Regions from separate parts of the Rattus norvegicus genome. Here region 1 is linked to region 2. A link is a contact called in public Hi-C data. All regions are on one chromosome and are shown on one strand. Each heading gives the region's core, a stretch centred on a gene start, on an enhancer-like site or on the middle of the called end of the contact. The rest is flanking DNA. Distances are from core to core; before and after follow the strand shown.

Region 1 (5,725 bases), core at 2,057-4,556, 390 kb after region 2:
ACAAATGTGCTCTGTCATGACAAAGGACACGTTTTGGAGGATCGATCCTTAGTGTGATGGGTTTCCACTTATTATTTGTGAATTTCAGAGACTCTTTTAAGGTTAATCATACGTGGTATATTTGACTCTGGGGGATCTCCATTTAAGGAAAAATTGTAGAACTTAAATGACAGTTCGCTTCCTTTCCTGGATTATATAATGGATGTAGGGTTTGAACTGGAGTGTACAAGGGTCTCCCAGGGACATCTGTCTTTCAGTGAGGATGCCTCGGTGACTGTTCAGCCCAAAGTGCCTCCTGAAAGGACACGTGGGACCCAGCTTTGTCCCTCTCTTTGTCTCTTTTCATTCACAGATGTTTGGAGAATCCTCATTAAAATTAGTTAGAGTGAAATGGCAAAGACCCTGGTAGAATAAATCTAGTTAAATACACTATGCTGGATTGCCTCGTTTGCATGATGCACGGGCCTCCTTTTCTTCTCTTTGTACCTCCTCTCCGTGCATTAGGTGATCCCTGCCAATGCGTGCAGGATGCCGCATCCCCGATGGTACTCTCTCTATTCTTAAGCATTAAAAATAAACACGTGCCATCTGTCTCAGATCTGGAGAGCAATTTGAAATGGTGACTTCTGTTTACTTAAGGTTACAAGATTTAAAGCTTTAGTGACTCTCAATTGTGAAGACACTCTGTCTCTATTTCAGAGAGTAGCAGCACTTTTAGGTGAATCCTATAAACTGAACAGAACCATCCCATGAGAGATCGGGCAAGACAGAGAACAGGGTGGGGCGATGCTCAAAAAAAAAAAAAATGGTCCTTGGTATTGACTGTTCTGGATCAGGGCAGTAAAACTGGTGTTTCTGGGGTGTAGCACCTCAGTCAGGTGGTGTACTATCCTGAAGCCTCAGTTTTCCTCATTTGTGAAATGGACATATTATTTATTTATGGGGCACCACATATATGCAGGTATATGAATGCACAGAGAAGGCGTGTATAAATGTATTTCTTCCTAAAATCTGATGAGAAGGTGGGAAAAATCATCATCTTAGTCATTATCAAATTTCAAAATCATAATATTAATCCAGCTGGCAAAGGAAATTGTTACAAAACCAAATAGCTCAGGGACTGAAGAGAGGGCTCAGGTGTTAAGGGCAGTCATGAGGACAAGAGAATTCAGATCACAGCACCCATGCCAATATCTCCATCCTTAGCTCTAAAGGGTGGAGACAGGAAGATCTCTGGGACAATTCCAACCTAGCCAGGAAGGCACCAACCTCGGGTTCAGGAGAGACCCTGCCTCAAAAAAATAGGGTGACTCCTCTGATGGAAGAGGGTACCTGATACCCTCTCCAAACAACACATGCACAGACATCCAGATCAATAAATAATAATAAGCAAATATGAAGACATAGTTCCATATTAATAGCTCCTGGTAATATACCACATACATTAAAAAGGAATTTCATGGAAGCTGTGCTCTTTATGGCAATTAAAGTATAAAAATAAGAGACTTCCATTGGCCACAATACAAAGGCCCTATTAGATAAGGAAAGGAATTGGGGGTTTGGGAGACCTGGGGAGATTTTGAGTTCCTTTATAGGTACAATAGCACTTTTCAAAGGAGGTTAGTTTTTTTCTTTTTTTACTTAAATAAAATTATATGTTGTCAAGCATCAAATGCCCAAGCAACTTAGCTTTAATTAACGGAGTAATGGGCAGTTTGAGAACATTCTGTTTTCCATTTTCAGAGCAATTTTCTCCAACAATACTTTCTCCTGTAGCAGAAGAGAAACTTTCCTAGGTCCGGGCCAAGAACTCTGAGGACGGTGAACATGTAATTTGAAGTCCACCCTGCACTCCCAGACCGCAGAATGTTAGTGCTATAGAAAAATCTAGATTCATGTGACCTAGTCCAGACTATTTTAGCAAGGAGTAAATGGAGGCCCATTGTTGCCGAGCAAATTGTCCCCGAAGTACACAGCTTGTTAGAGCAAAAGTGTTCCCTTCCTTTTAGCTAGGTTTCAAAAAATTTGTTAAGCAGACTGAAAATGCTTTATACGCTATAAATATCCTAAGGCTGTGGCTGATTCCTTGCACAGCGGTTCTCCAAACAGCCTTATTTGAGCATAACTTAACTGATCAGCAGACTTTGCATGACAACACGGTCCGGTCTTAATAGTAGCCGAGAGAGAATGCATTATGGAGACTTTATTTAGACTGCACAGTCAAAGTAATCCAACTTGTTAGTCACCCTGACATGTGCTTCAGAACGCCACACACCCATGAATTCTGGCCAAAAAAAAAAAAAAAAAAAAAAAAAAAAAAAAAAAAAAGTCACCAGCTCTTTAAGACCTAACCTACCACCAATCCAAGTTGCTGATAATAAAAAAAGAGGGGGGAAAAAAGGGAAGAAAAAAGCTGCTAATCTAGGCACACATTTAAATTTTCCTTCCTAATTATAAAATATATAAAATAAGAAAAATCCGCTAAACTCCACACAGCTAGTAAATGACGCTACCACACCTAAAATGGAGACCACCCTTCCTAGGGAATCAAAGGGCAATGCGTTGAAGAAGCCCCGCAGAAACTCACTGATTTTACCCTGTGGCTACTGATTGGCTTAGAGAATCGGAAAGCAGATTCCAAGGTGCATCTGTCACACTGGTCCACACAGTAAAACCAGCGGCCAACACCTCAAGCTCCTGAAAGGCGCTGCTCTGAGAGAAGTTGCGGAATTTTTTTTTTTTCTTAAACCGTTCACTATGTGACGCATTTTTCCTAAGTCACGAAATCATGTGAGGAGAGGCCTCTGCACTACTTTAGGGAACTAACCAGGGAACTCTGGGAGCAGGAACCAGTATCTGCACAGAGTCCATGGGGATGGCTTTCTGGCCTGACTTCCCTTTTCATCTGCTTGCTGGTCACTTCTGTCCTTCCCAGATGGGAGTCATCCAGGTGTGACGCCAGCTCCATCCAGAAAGACTGGCCCAGCTCTACCAGCTAAGTGAACAAAATCTGTGGGATTTCAGAAGTGCACTGGACAAGCTATGGTGCTGGGTCCTCTGCACCGTAATAGTCTCCCGGGCTTGAGTGACAGGAAGAAAAAAAACATGCAACAAGTTTTTTCCTATTGTGCCCCACTCCCGAAAAGCCTAGGGCTGTTTTTGCCAGGCTTTGGAACACATTCAGGACATTTGAGGGGAGGGGGAAGCCATGTCAAAAGCCTCCCTCTAGCTCCAGAGACAGCTGTGGAAAGTAGGAAGAAGAGGAAGGCAGGGACCGAGCTAGGCAAATGGCCCTTAGAATTGCACAATGGTGATTTCCCGGGGAGGAAGCCAGGCTGAGTAACACAGCAGGAATTTAACAGCCCCCCCTTCCCCCCCCCCACTGCACCCCAGAAAAACAATCAGGCTCCAGATGCTGATAAGAATTCTTTTTATGTTATTCGAATAAAAAATACATTCATACAGAAATATAACAATCTCGCAAAAAACAATTTCAAATAAAATCTTGTAAAACAAAATTTTACAAAAATCTTACAAAGATTCTTTAGATAACAGGGTGCTTCAAAAAAAAAGAAATAAAGAAATTTCACTAATAGAAATTTTTTTTTTAAATTTCAAGCAAAAGTTTCTGCTTGATTGAGGCTCAGCTGTCACCTGAACAGAATGTACTCGCTTATTATTAAAATTACAGGCATTGACACATACGGCACCCAGCCCCACCCAGTCCAACAACATCTATGTGTTTCATAAGTGAGACAAGCCAGCACAAGTCCTCCTTCTCTTCTGTTTACCTTCTTACTTAATGGAATTGTTGTGGATAAGCACACAGCAGGGCCAAAAAAAGGAGTTTTCCAAAACCCAGCAAATCAAGTGCTAGGATTTTGAATTGCCAAACAAAAGTGCATTTTCCCCTTAAGCAAAACGAAACCAGTTCCGTAGAGAAATGTATTCGTCAGGCCAGATACGACAAAACAACACAACAACAACAACAAGAAAAAAAACAGTTAAGGGAGCTTTAATCGTTGCTCATTTCCAGGAAGATCAAACAAAATACCAGCCCAGCCAGACTCAGTCTCCTTTATGTAAAGATGCACACCCAAAAAGTCAAGCAGCTGGATGAAATACCAGAAATATCAGCTGTTTACGCTGTGGTATGCCAAATTCCGGGAAAGTACTCCTTGAAAAAGCTGGAAGAATCTACATGCTGGAAAAAAATAGTTTCATCTGCGTAAAAAGTATTCTAAAAAACAACCCCTGTAATCAGCTTACTCTTAGGTTAGATCTTCTAGTAAGGCTGGAAGGAAAATCAAAACCTTTGTGTGTCTGAGTCCAGCTAGTTGGCCAGTATTTTGTTCATGTCCCTTGCGAATGGCCAAAGGTACCCTATTCCAGGTTTGCCCATAATGACTAGCAGAATCAGCAGGCTGGAATAGACTCAATGCCGACAATGTCTTCAGCAAATTATTAAATTAAAGATAACGCCTCTATAAAAGTTAGGTTATAGTTTTCGATTTCTTTTAACCTCCTTTATGGCCATTTTGAAATACTTCTTCACAGGCTGTAGAATTTTCTAGCTAAACATTCTAGTTTCTTCTTAAAAAAATATTTATATATTATCTATATATAATATATATATACACATACACATACTATACACACAAATATACATACACAAAAAAATTTCATCCACTTTTTTTTCCCAAAAAAAAAAAAGCAGTATACTTTCAATATTACCAACAGATAGCTAGACAGGTACTCAAAACTTGTGCCTTTTGAGCAAGATATTGACATTGGTTTTTTGTTTGTTTAATACTTCTGTATCTTTAATATGTGTGACAATGTTACATAATAAATACAGCCGGTGTGTGTGTGTGGTGTGTGTGTGTGATCTATACAATTGTGCAAGGTCTCTTAAAAGAGTCTCATGGTAGCAAAAATTACTTTTCAATTGCCATGTCTATTTTTTTCCCCATTTTAACACTGACAGTCAAGTTGTTGGAAATGAACACACGTTGACGTGTCAAAGGACTTTTCACCCGTTCGTCACTGTGGAGGATCTTAAAGAGGTGTTCTTTTTGTTGTCGTTGTTGTTCTTTGTTTTGTCCATATTTTACATTGATACAGTACAATGCCAGGTGAAAAAAGAGCCTTAATTAAGCATGCATCACCCATTCCCCTGTATTTGACCCCACAGAAGGGCCAGTTGCATAAGGCACCATTATGAAGGTCAACAGTGCATTAACAGCTAGAAAACCAGAAATAGTCCTCAAGGCATAAATAAGAGACATAGCTGCATGAGAAAAAACGGTTTCTAAGCTTAGTGGTTTGATCCACCTGACTGAGGAAGAAAAAAAAGTTTGTATCCTTAGCCTAATGTGGCATTAGACCGGTAATTTCCAGACCCCAGCATTTAGATGTTTGACATGTGTCCAATTTCTCCAAAGGGTACCTTAAGATTCTCCAAAAAAAAAAAGAAAAAAGAAAAAAAAAAGTAAATCCAAATTCTGAGTCCTTGAAAATACAACCCTACATTGCACAAGATCATTTTGCACTCGGGGAGTGTTACAAAATGGAAGGATTTGGAATCTGGGGGTGGGGGTTGGGGAGGTCGTGTCTTGCCAGGCCGAAATGGCTTAAGGGAATCATTCTACACGAGTTGGATCTTATAGCTGCTTATTAACTGGAATCAAGGTTGGAGACCCGATTTAAAAAGGTTAAAAGTTTA
Region 2 (5,847 bases), core at 2,412-4,911:
GATGAAACGCTTCTTATAGATTTCTAATGTCTTCCCTTTCCTTACAGAAGTGTTACTCCTAAACCTCCTACTATGTGTATCTACCAATTACTTATACAAGGGCATATTAGTGTGGACATAATTCAGATGAACAGTCTAAGACACACAGCTTCTGTTAAAAGAAAACCTTTCCTTCAATAGACGTACCTCTCTTGGGCATATACCCAAAAGATGCCCGAACATATAACAAAGACACGTGCTCCACTATGTTCATGGCAGCCTTATTTATAATAGCCAGAAGCTAGAAAGAACCCAGATGCCCTTCAACAGACAAATGGATATAGAAAATGTGGTACATCTACACAATGGAATATTACTCAGCTATCAAAAACAATGACTTTATGAAATTCATAGGCAAATGGATGGAACTGGAAAATATCATCCTGAGTGAGGTAACCCAATCACAGAAAGACATACATGGTATGCACTCATTGATAAGTGGCTATTAGCCCAAATGCTTGAATTACCCTAGATCCCTAGAACAAACGAAACTCAAGACGGATGATCAAAATGTGAATGCTTCACTCCTTCTTTAAATGAGGAAAAAGAATACCCTTGGCAGGGAAGGGAGAGGCAAAGATTAAAACAGAGACTGAAGGACCACCCATTCAGAGCCTGCCCCACATGTGGCCCATACATATACAGCCACCCAATTAGATAAGATGGATGAAGCAAAGAAGTGCAGGCCAACAGGAACCGGATGTAGATCTCTCCTGAGAGAGTCAGCCAGAATACAGCAAATACATAGGCGAATGCCAGCAGCAAACCACTGAACTGAGAACGGGACCCCGGTTGAAGGAATCAGAGGAAGGACTGGAAGAACTTGAAGGGGCTCGAGACCCCATATGAACAACAATGACAAGCAACCAGAGCTTCCAGGGGCTAAGCCACTACCCAAAGACTATACATGGACTGACCCTGGGCTCCAACCTCATAGGTAGCAATGAATAGCCTAGTAAGAGCACCAGTGGAAGGGGAAGCCCTGGGTCCTGCCACGACTGAACCCCCAGTGAAGGTGATTGTTGGGGGGAGGGCGGTAATGGGGGGAGGATGGGGAGGGGAACACCCATACAGAAGGTGAGGGGGAGGGGCTAGGGGGATGTTGGTTCAGAAACTGGGCAGGGGAATAACAATTGAAATGTAAATAAGAAATACTCAAGTTAATAAAGATAGAAGAAAAAGTTTAGGGGCCTGGAGAAATCAACCGACAATAACAAAATGACCAAAAGAGTCAGGATTGACTTACACACACATTTTAACAACCATTCAATAAATATGAACTATTGGAAGATAATCAACAGAAGGAAGATGACGTTGATTTGGGCTTATTTTTGATGTGGCATCATGCTGGGAAAAGATATCATGGTTGGAAACTACATGGTAGAGAGGGCAAAAACCATGTACTTAATATATCACATGACTCGTAAATGGAAACGTTTTTAATAGAAAGGGGCTTAGTTGTAATTCTCAAGATCTGAGCCTCCACTCCCCCAGGTAATCTATTTCCTCAACCAGACCCCGCATTCCACAGACTCCACAGTGTCTCACGGCAGCATTCCTCCTAGCTGTACAGCAACTGTTCCCACACATGTGCTTATGGGAAACATTTACATTCAGACCATAATGGTCCATGAGGACTCAAAAATGAAACAGTTAATATATCATTCTTAACAACTAAAACTCCCAGAGCAAGAGCGTCCATTGAAACTTATGTAAAGTTTTTGTTTTTGTTTTGTTTTGGTTTGGTTTGGTTTGGTTTGGTTTGTTTGTTTTATGCTGATGTGCCACTGAACCTACACTTCTACGTCTTGGTGCTAAGAGCCATATGTTTTTTTTCAAGCAAGGAAATGGTTAACAGTGGCTCTAGCTTTCAAAGTATCTAATAATGTTTAGATATCATTTATTTCTGGGACTCCTATTAGGACGTTTATTGCTGAAAATAATTTTAGTTCTTTCTTTTCAGAATCTTATAATCCCTCGGGGTTGTGGCAAGAGTGTAGGGCATAGATGGAAAGGTATCAAGATTAATGTATGAAAGGAGCCACTTTGCAAAAACTTCTTCCCACCAAGGCTCTGTATAAGAGATAGAGTACGCAGTCGAAAAGAAAGCAATGTACAGGTCATGAAAAGTAGATTCTACTTACATATAAAATCATAGTTTGTTTTTCTGTTGGGAAGGAAGTACCCAGGATTTGAGCATTGGAGTCTCCCAACTCTCCAGTTCCTTCCTTTCTTAGGGATTGGATTGATTTCTTTATTCTTAACAAAATTTCACTCACTATCTGTGTGCTCCTGGTCCAGGTCTTTGTTCTGGAACACAAATTGAAATTTTCAATGGGTACCCCTATACTCAGTTGTGACTCTAGCAGAATTACCTAGATAGATTGTTAAGAGTGGTCATCAGGTACATCTCCAGAGTATCCGGCTTAGTAGAGAAAGATTGGTCTCTTAAGTAAGAATTACTAATCAGGAATAACAGACCCACTGCACCCTTTTGCCTACTAAATAGAGATGAGACCTCAGATATCAGTGGTGGATACTTATCTTCCACGTATGCCTGCCTTGACAAACTATATACAGGGATGTGGTAGAAAGTGCACACCGGAAGCCTTCCATCCTGTGTTCTGGCCACATACTTTAGTATTGGGCTTTTAGTGTTGAATTAGATTAGAGACACTCCTGGAATTTGTGTTCTATGCACCCCCTGTGTGTGTGTGTGTGTGTGTGTGTGTGTGTGAGAGAGAGAGAGAGAGAGAGAGAGAGAGAGAGAGAGACAGACAGACAGACAGACAGACAGACAGAGACAGACAGAGAGAGAGAGAGAGAAACAGAGAGACAGAGACAGAATCAAAGACACACACACAAAAAGAGACAGAGAGAATGACAGGTATGAATTTTGTTCAGCGTATTGATCAAAGAGCTCCATTTATTTTCTTACACTGCTCTTTGTGTAATAGGATTCATATTCATACAAAAATAGATAAGAAATATAGTCTCATATTACCTTAATATATAGAAAGTTGCTGGTGGTGAGGAAATTAAGTAACTGACTAAAGAATGGATCTGGGAAAGTGAGGTAAATATATGTCACAGTTTGGGCAATACCATGTAAGAAATTATCAAAGTGACCTCTTGGCAACTGTGTTTATTCATGGATGGCAGTACTATCCGAAAAATCAAAGACTGAATTCACCAGAGAGAACTATCAAGCCACCTGTATACAATGGGCAGAACACATAGCACCATTTATAAATAATAAACAAATCCAGAAATCCCACAACTAAGGAGAACAATCTAAAATGGCATAAAACCAAATATTCCAGCAATCACAGTTCAATGTTGATGGTGTGGAAGAATGACGGTGTTAGAAGTCTCCCCCAAAGCCATGCATAATTGCAGTTTTCTATCATTGAACTAAATTCAATCCTGCTAGATAGCAGGGTTCAGTTGTTGTAAAAACTGTAGATCTAGAAGGATTCTCCAAGTGCATTCAGAGGAGTAAGAATTTCATCACCGAAGAGAAATTCTTTCCTTTCAGTTTAAAATAGTTCCCACCAGTGTAAGGACTTTATTCAAATACATTTCATTACATCATCTCAGAGGCATTTTTTTTGTCCAGCAGGGAAAGCAGCTGGACCATGAGTGATTTTTGTGTTCTAAACAAAGCAACTTCCTGTGAGCACCATTCAGAATGTGTAGACTCTGATAATTCTCATAACACGGTGGGGGAGGAGTCCGGATGGCAATGGGAGCAGAAGCTGTGCAGTATTCTCTCTCTCTCTCTCTCTCTCTCTCTCTCTCTCTCTCTCTCTCTCTCTCTCTCTCTCTCTGTGTGTGTGTGCTCACGTGTGTGTCTGCAGTGCACAAGCAGTGCTTTGAGATAAAATACAGTCATATGCAACAAAGAAATTGCTCTTAACAATATCAATTTCACTCCAATTAAATTCCCTTCAATAGTAAACACTGACACAGCAGGATCTGGTTTTTTCCTGTGCTCTGGAGACACCAGACGTTGATTCTGGCATTTGTCCCCAGCATGGATCCTCCCTTCTGATTCAAAGAGATGACACAGTAAGCACTATTATTTATTCTAGTCAATGGTTTCATGTCAGATAACTAGAAAAATAATATTATTGTCAGCTAGCTGGCTAGTCAGATATTAGTGTCCTTGAGGTTATTGAGGACAGACCCCTTCAAAATCAACAGCTTGTTGAAACAATAGCTAAATCTGCTGGACTTTGATGACTGCTCAAAAGAATGAGATCTGAGTCCTAAATTTTGTGTCCTTTGTAGTGATTCAAGACCGACGTAAAGATTATCAGATGATTTAAAAACAAAAACAAAAACAAAAAATGGCATGCCGTTGTTTCCTACCTTAAGAGTTAATTCAAAGGAGACTGTCAATCCGCCCCAGAGTGAAATGCCCTTCAGGAAAGTTGTCTGGAAACATTAGGAAACTGTCCACATCCCACCACAGCATGTAGACAGGACACCATTCCCTCTGGTCTCTGTTCCTTGTCCATTCTCACCTCTGAAAATACTTGCGATGTACTCTCTGGAGATGGCACACCATCACACTTCGAGAGTGTCCCACTTGACTCTATGTCCTGCCTGGTTTTGCTATGCCATGCTCCAAATGTCTCATCCCCATGCTCTCAGGGGACCACTCAGGCCAGGGGAGTAAAGAGGAGGATGGAGTGAGATCCCAGCAATAGCTTCCAAACAAAACAAAAGTCCTGAGAAACTGGGATTTGATCTGCAACACCCGAGAGAATGCTTTTGTTGTATCGAAAGAAAATCTAAGGGGGGGAAACATCACTTCTTGGCCGACTATCTTTTGAAGTTTGAATGATTAAATGAAAAATTTTAACTCCAGTAAGATATCATTTGGGGGATATTAAGAGGTAAATACGGTTAGATTTACATTTTAACAAGTTAGAGGAATGGGTGGGTGTCTCTGAGGCTAAAGGATCTTGCTGCCAAACTGAATGACCTGAGTTCAATCTCTGGGCCTCACATGGTGGAAGGAAAGAAATGATTCCAGTAAGTCATCCTCTGGTACACACACACACACACACACACGAGAGAGAGAGAGAGAGAGAGAGAGAGAGAGAGAGAGAGAGAGAGAGAGAGAGAGAGAGAGAGAGAGAATGCACATGCACACAAATCGATGCATGTAGTACATTTAAAAAGAAAAAAAAGGTTGTTTGAGCAGCCAATGATGGCTCCATAGTCAGGCTGATGATGGCTGGCCCTCAGTGTTCAGGGCCCCAGAAGAAGAGCCGAGAGGAAGGTTCCCAAGAGGTACTTGGCTTTACCTTTTTGAGTACTAGCAAACATTTTCTTCCATCCCGTAGGCTGCTTCTTCACTTGAAAATTCATCTGTTGACAAATGACATGGAAGCAGAAATAAAACAGAGTCAGAGACAGAGGCATCTAATGTGGTCAGGAGTAAAGGTAAGGACACATAGCAGGGCATGGGAGTATTCCTAATGTATACTGTTACTTGCATAAGGATAGCCTCATGTAGTACAGCATAATAAATGTAAAGAGGAAATATCTATTGTATCTAGATACAAAAGTCTTTAAAATATCATGAGCATATGACCCTAACTAACTAACGAGTGAACCAAGGACGCAAGAAGAGACATTTATGAAAGCTATATCTCGACCTTGTATCCCTAGCACTTCTGAAACAGTGGCAGGAGGATTGCCATGAGTTCAGGGCTGACCTGAGCAATATAGGTTAGCCTAACCTATATAGTAGAATCATGAATCATTCAAACAAGCAAAAGCCCCAAATCAACA

Evidence for each region. Hi-C and Micro-C count contacts between places; a contact is called where the count stands out from the background.
Region 1: a Hi-C map of Schwann cells shows a contact between it and region 2, with 2.8 times the contacts expected there. The contact joins two enhancer-like sites.

Annotation. Positions count from the first base shown.
Region 1 is chr17:69,446,070-69,451,794 of GRCr8, forward strand. It overlaps Klf6 (KLF transcription factor 6), which reads right to left. Exons shown (of 4, transcript NM_031642.5): 4 at 3,414-5,725. Among named protein-coding and RNA genes, the nearest start is that of Klf6, 9.5 kb to the right of the region's middle. Within about 2 kb of position 3,307, at least 34 of the 93 cell types and tissues checked have an H3K27ac peak or open chromatin away from gene starts, as enhancers often do. A contact at or near this core is called in Schwann cells, where this site is marked.
Region 2 is chr17:69,053,835-69,059,681 of GRCr8, forward strand. No RefSeq gene overlaps it. Among named protein-coding and RNA genes, the nearest start is that of Pitrm1, 320 kb to the left of the region's middle. Within about 2 kb of position 3,662, at least 6 of the 93 cell types and tissues checked have an H3K27ac peak or open chromatin away from gene starts, as enhancers often do. A contact at or near this core is called in Schwann cells, where this site is marked.